2 separate regions of the Ovis aries genome follow, and region 1 is linked to region 2. The links are chromatin contacts, called in public Hi-C maps. All regions are on one chromosome and are shown on one strand. Each heading gives the region's core, a stretch centred on a gene start, on an enhancer-like site or on the middle of the called end of the contact. The rest is flanking DNA. Distances are from core to core; before and after follow the strand shown.

Region 1 (2,924 bases), core at 32-2,531, 60 kb before region 2:
TGCTGCTGCTGCTGCCAAGTCACTTCAGTCGTGTCCGACTGTGTGTGACCCCATAGACTGCAGGCCACCAGGCTCCCCCATCCCTGGGATTCTCCAAGCAATGACACTGGAGTGGGTTGCCATTTCCTTCTCCAATGCATGAAAATGAAAAGTGAAAATGAAGTCGCTCAGTCGTGTCTGACTCTTAGCGACCCCATGGACTGCAGCTTACCATGCTCCTCCATCCATGGGATTTTCCAGACAAGAGCACTGGAGTGGGGTGCCATTGCCTTGGGGGGAATACTACACAGCTGTAAAAAAGAACAAGGCCACAGGGAGGTTCCCAGAATAGTATCGTTAAGTGAAAACAGCTCAGTGCTGCAGCGTATGTCATGAGTGTATGCCTAGTCGTGTCTGACTCTTTGCAACCCCATGGACTGTAGCCTACCAGGCTCCTCCATCTATGGAATTTTCCAGGCAAGAATATTGGAATGGGTTGCCAGGTGGTCCTCCAGGGGATCTCCCTGACCCAGAGATCTCTTATGTCTCCTGCAGCAGCAGGCAGATTCTTTACCACTGAGCCACCTGGGAAGCCCTTGATACTATTTGTAAAACAAAAACAAAATAGGAAAGAAGAGAGATGTGGATTTGTTTGTGGATTCCCAGACAATCCCTGGAAAGTACCAGAAGACACTCTTAACAGTGACAGGCTGAGGGTCAGAAACAGGAAGAAGACTTGGCTTTTTCTTTTCCTTTTTTTTCCCCTTCAGTTATTATTATTTATGAATACAAAACAGTTCAGGCCAACAAAGAAAATATAAAGAATAGCATCCCTACCACCCAACCCAAGAAAGAAAATATGGAGAGAACTGGCACCCAGTGACAGAGTGTTCTTCCTGGCTCACAGGAACCGCCATCCTGAACCTGCAATTTATCCTTCCCACGAGCGTCTTCATTCGCTACTCCCTTAGCACCCTTTGACTTGAACTGAGTTTTGTGCTTTGTTTTCTGTCGGTTACCTCTCGCCCTAGGGATGCAGAAAATTAAAAGACATCTTCTTGCATTGTCACCCCTCCAGACTGCTCCCGGAGCTTCAGTTTCCTGGAACAAGGGGGCTGTAACTCTCCGTCTGGGCCCCCGGAGGCCCCGCACACAGCAGAGGAGCTGGCAGGAGGGCAGAGGCAGCCCTGGGCACCGCGGCCCCAGCCCACTCGCCCGGCTTCTGCAGGCCTGGGGCGTGGAGCCAGCAGGCTGGAGCCAGGCGGCCTCCCGGGCCTCCTCACAGCCGCTTTTGATAAAGCCCCTCTGTGCACGGGGTGGGGGGGCCCCGGCCGGCTGGAGCCAGCTCACATCTGGAGGCCAGCACAGGCCCGGGGCAGCCGGCGCGGCTGACAGCGGCGCCACCCCGAGCCACACGCCCAGCTCTGGGTAAACAGCCCCGCGCCCACCCAGCAGCTCACCTTTCGCCCACAAGGCCGCCTTTCTTCTCGGACCCGGGCCGCGGCCACCGCGAACATTCCTCCAGCACGAGGCAGAACAGGCTGCTGACCTCCAGGCTGGGCCGAAATGTGAATCCAGGCATCAGGTGATGGGGGGGGTGGGGGGGGGGCGGGGCGGGGGAAAGTACCTACTATGTGCCTGGTGCCCACTGAGCTCATTTTGGGCTCCCTGCTGCCCTGGGAGGGGCAACGGTGGTAGAGAGCGTGTGTGTTGGCCCTAAAAGACCAGGGTGCGAAGCCCAGGTCTAGCTGTGTGCGCTTGGGCAAGGTACTCCACCTCTCTGAGCCTTCTCTGTAAAACGGAAATTATAAGAGTGCCTCCCCCAGATTGTTAAAGAAGTTACCCTGGGCGATTCCCGGCAGCCCAGGACTTAGGCTTCTATGCTTCCATTGCAGTTCCCCCTGGGCGGGGAACTAAGATCCCACATGCTGTGTGGTACAGGCAAAAAATTAAATGAAAAAAGAAGTTACCCTAAGTTAACTGCGGAGAATTGTGCCTGGCCTGGCTTCTATGTGATAGATCTTTTGCCTCCTCTGTCACTAATTCAAAGTTATACTCGGGGTGTTCTCTGATGGATACCAGGATCAAGACTGGGAAAACTGTGGGGGCTCGGCCCACTAGGAGCTGTGTCCCTGCTCAGCAGGCAAGGCTCTTGCCCAGCCCCCCGAGGGACACTGGGGCCAGCCTGGGCTCCAGGCGGCAGTGGGGTAGACCATCAGGCCAGGGCTCCCCACATACCCCTTTCTTTGGGGAGCATGACCCAGGACCCTCCTGGGGCCTGCAGGCCTGGGTCCTCGGCTCCTGTGCCAACAGGTGGCAGGATGCGGCCAGGCTTCCTGACTTTGGGCCCGGCGAAGCCTCCAGAACACCCAGTTCTGCCTTTTCCTGGCGGTGAGCCCCTCACTGTGCCCCCGTCTCTCCACCTGAAGGGGCAAGGGCCGGGGAAACAGCACAGGTACCTCCTGACCCTCGATTTCCTCACCTGCCAGGAGGGCAAATAGCACAGGTGCCAGGCATGCCACGGAGCTGGGGAGGGCCACAGGAAGGGCACAGCACCCAACACAAAGCGAGAGGTCTGAGTCGAAGTCAGGGTGGCTTCCTGGAGGAGGCCCCCGTGCTCTCTGGCGGGGGTGTGGTGGGGGAGAAGCAGGACTGGAAGGAGGCTCAGGGCGAGAGAGAGACAGAACGGAGTGCCTGCAACGTACACGGCTCATACTGCCCCGCGGCCCCCAAGAGCCACGTCCCCGTTCCAGCAATTGCCAAGGTCAGCACCCTGGCCATCCCCATTTCACAGATGAAAAAACTGAGGCTCGGAAAGCAGAAATAATTGGTTCCTTCGGGGACTAAAAGTCAGAGTCAGAATTTGAACCCAGGGGGCCAGAATGCCTCCCCCTTCCCTCTCTTCTTCCCCGTTTCCTCACTTGGGTCTTTACTGCAGCCCCACA
Region 2 (3,006 bases), core at 374-2,873:
GGGACATGTAAAAGTTATCTACTCAGCCCGAGTGCTTAGCTGATGAATGATGGCATGTTTCTGCCAAACTTCAGAGCCAGGCCTCCCGGAACTCTCGAGCTAGGTGTCAGGAGACGGCGGGGGCCTCGGTTCCCACAATCTGAAAGTAACAGCAAAGCCCATCTTACAAGCGCTGGCAGCGAAGGCAGAGAGAATGGGGGCTGGGGGTGAGGTGGGACTCACCGGTGTGGGTCCGGACGTGGCCCTGCAGCAGCCAGGGCCTGGAGAAGGCCTTCCCGCAGGTGCTACAGACGCAGGGCAGCGTGTGGCTCCGGATGTGCATCTTGAGGGCACCCAGGCTGACGTACTCCTTGTTGCAGTATTTGCAGTTGAAGGCTTTGCGAGACTGGGGGTCCTTGGCCACGGAGAGCCCGGTCAGCTGCTTGGGCAGCTGGCCCAAGCCTGGGAAGGCAGCATAGCCCTCAGCCTCCAAGGAGGAGGCTGAAGTGGACGAGAAGGACGAAGGAGCCGGCGAGGGTGGGCTGGGGGGCTGGGAGCCTTTCCCGCTGTCCTCGTCGGACAGGGAGGTCAGCTCGCCAGCCTTGGGGATCTCCTGGGGCAGGAGAGAAGCCCAGCTGATGGGCTGGGCTTGGGGCGCCAAGAGAGAGTCCCAGATGAGTGTCGGCAAGGAGGCGGTGGGATTGAGGACCTCGGGCGGCGGGATGGCTGCCAGCAGGTGGGCCTGGTCGTAGGGCTGCTGGAAAGTGAGCTCTGAGCAGGGGACAGAGAAGAGGGCAAGGTCAGGCGTGAGCTCAGTCAGCCAGCAGACATCAGCCTGATGTGGGCCAGGAGCTGAACGGGGCTAGCACTCAGGGCTTATCAGATGAATACCAGATTCACTACTAGGACCGGCAGTCTGAGCCCCTCTTCACCCAGGTCACCTGGTTCTCCCTCTTCCGGGAAGAATCCCCCTTCCCTAGCTCCGACTCAAGGGGGTCATTTCCACATCTCCATCCTCCTGAGGTACCCAAGTACCCAGCTTGAGGCCAGACCCCAGCATCCTGGCCCCTCGTCTCCTCAGCTGCCAAGGCACCACACCCCTGTCCCAGGCCCCCTTCCATACACATTTCTTCTCCCACACCCTCCCCCAAATCCCCTGGACTCTTTCGGAGCCCTCGGCCCGGCGTCTGTCCAGATAGAAGGCTCCTCTTCTCACTTTTGGGAGGGGCGCCCCTCTTCTCTGCGGCTGCTAAGTTTCCGTTTCCTCAGCCCAAGACCACCGCCCTCCAAAAACCCTCTCCACATCTCCCGGACCCACCTGACCCGAGCTTATCCGCACCCAGGCTCTATTCTTTGACTCGACTCTCGCCCCTCGACTTCGTCCCCAAGCCCCCTGCTCCTCCAATGCTCTCCCCATGCAGCCTTCGCTTGCCTCCCCCGAACTCCCCAGGGGTCCGGTCCCCTCACCTGGAGAAGAGTCGTGCAGCTCACTGTAATTGGGTCTCCGGCGGGAGCCCGCAGACTTCCTGACGAGGAAAGAGCGCGGCATGGTGGCCGAAGCAGCGGGTGGTGGGGGGGGGGGGTCTCCCCGGTCGCGCCGGGATCGCAAAGCTCTCCACCCACGACGCCGTGCAGCTGCGCTGTGAGTGGAGACGGGCCGCCGATTCCCTTAAGTACGCCAGTCGCGGGTGGGCGTGGCCCGTCCCAGTCACGCCCCTTTGTCACCTCCGCGCCAATCGAGACGCGCCTTCGCCAGCGGCCCCGCCCCGAGCAGGTGCGCTGGGGGCTGGCGGGGCTCGCGCCGCGTGGCGCTGGAAGCCGGGCGGGGCCGCGCGGACGCCGGGCCTCGGGCGCGTGCATGGGCGCCTGGCGGCGGGCTGCCGGGGGCGGGGCGCTGGGAACCCCTGGACGAGGCGGGACCCCTCTTCAGGACTCGGGCGCCCGGGCCGGCTCGGCGCGGCAGGCTCTCCCGCCTCTGGCGCCCCCTGGCGCCACGCGCCACGGCTCTGGGCACCTGACTTTCGGAGACCGCCACCTCACGGGGCGGGGGGTGCCTTCGCCCGTAGAGTGCCCCGCAGAGAGCGTGGGATTGACCAGGGGCAGCACACAGTTCGGGGGCGGAGAGAAGCAATGGATCCCTCCACGTGGCTGCTGACAGTGTGCCATGCCACGGCCCTTTTTTTTTTTTTTTTTGCAAAGCAAACGGGCATCAGCTAGAAAAACGCACATACTGACTGTGTGCCCACTAACGAACCAGGCACCACTCCCGGCGCTGGGGGGGATACAACCCTGAACAAAACACTCGGGGTCTCTGCTGAAGGGCCGCTCTCCCAGTCACGTGGGGGAGACAGGCGAAGTCAACAGGCAATTCCAATGCAGAGGGAAGTGCATTTCGATGGGTTGGGGGGGGGTGGGGTGGGGACCACAGGGCACTGTGACAGTCAAGAGGCGGGTCACTTGACCAAGGGTCGGGGCAACTTCCCAGAGGAAGTGAAGAAAATGCCGAGGGGAAAGGCCTGAGGTTAGAGGCAGTAACCATCTCAGAGTCATTGAGAGCCTCTCTCAGGATGGGGGTGGGGTGGGCAGGGCGGCAGGGTCAGGGCCTGGAGGAGTCTGGACTTTGCTCCAGGGGCCCTGGAGAGCCGAGGAGGGACCTGTTTGGAGTTTGGTTGAGAAAGATTACTCTGGGCAGGTGGGAGAAAGAAGTGGGGAAGGGCGGAGCTCAGGTAGTTGCCTCACTCGTCTGGGGTCATTGAAACTGTGTCTAAAGGACCTAAGGCTAGGCTCCACCAGGGGTTCACTGACTGATTCAGCTGTGGGCTGGGCCCAGGGGAGGGACTGACTTCACCCCCAGCTCTCCTCTGAGCCCACTGACTGTGAGAGCCACTCCTGTCCTGGACTGGGGATGGGGCACAGGCCTAAATCCGAAGGTCTCTTCAACTTGTTTCCACCTGTGGAAACCTGTTAAGTCCCTCCACTCACCACCCTGCATGAGAGCAGGGACAATTGTCTGGATCCTTAGATGCT

What was found. A called contact is a pair of places that touch in the nucleus more often than the background predicts.
Region 1: a contact with region 2 is called in a Hi-C map of hypothalamus, with 2.7 times the contacts expected there. The contact joins the enhancer-like site here to the promoter of SNAI1 in region 2. A contact is called at or near these places in 14 of 16 Hi-C or Micro-C datasets (blood, hypothalamus, liver and 6 more).

What each region holds. Positions count from the first base shown.
Region 1 is chr13:78,110,793-78,113,716 of ARS-UI_Ramb_v3.0, reverse strand. LOC121816248 (a long non-coding RNA gene) reads right to left here. Exons shown (of 6, transcript XR_009595982.1): 2 at 1-2,924. Among named protein-coding and RNA genes, the nearest start is that of UBE2V1, 48 kb to the left of the region's middle. Within about 2 kb of position 1,281, at least 9 of the 54 cell types and tissues checked have an H3K27ac peak or open chromatin away from gene starts, as enhancers often do. A contact at or near this core is called in hypothalamus, where this site is marked.
Region 2 is chr13:78,051,027-78,054,032 of ARS-UI_Ramb_v3.0, reverse strand. It overlaps SNAI1 (snail family transcriptional repressor 1), which reads right to left and starts at 1,623. Exons shown (of 3, transcript XM_004014881.4): 1 at 1,447-1,623; 2 at 223-750. The coding sequence starts at 1,528.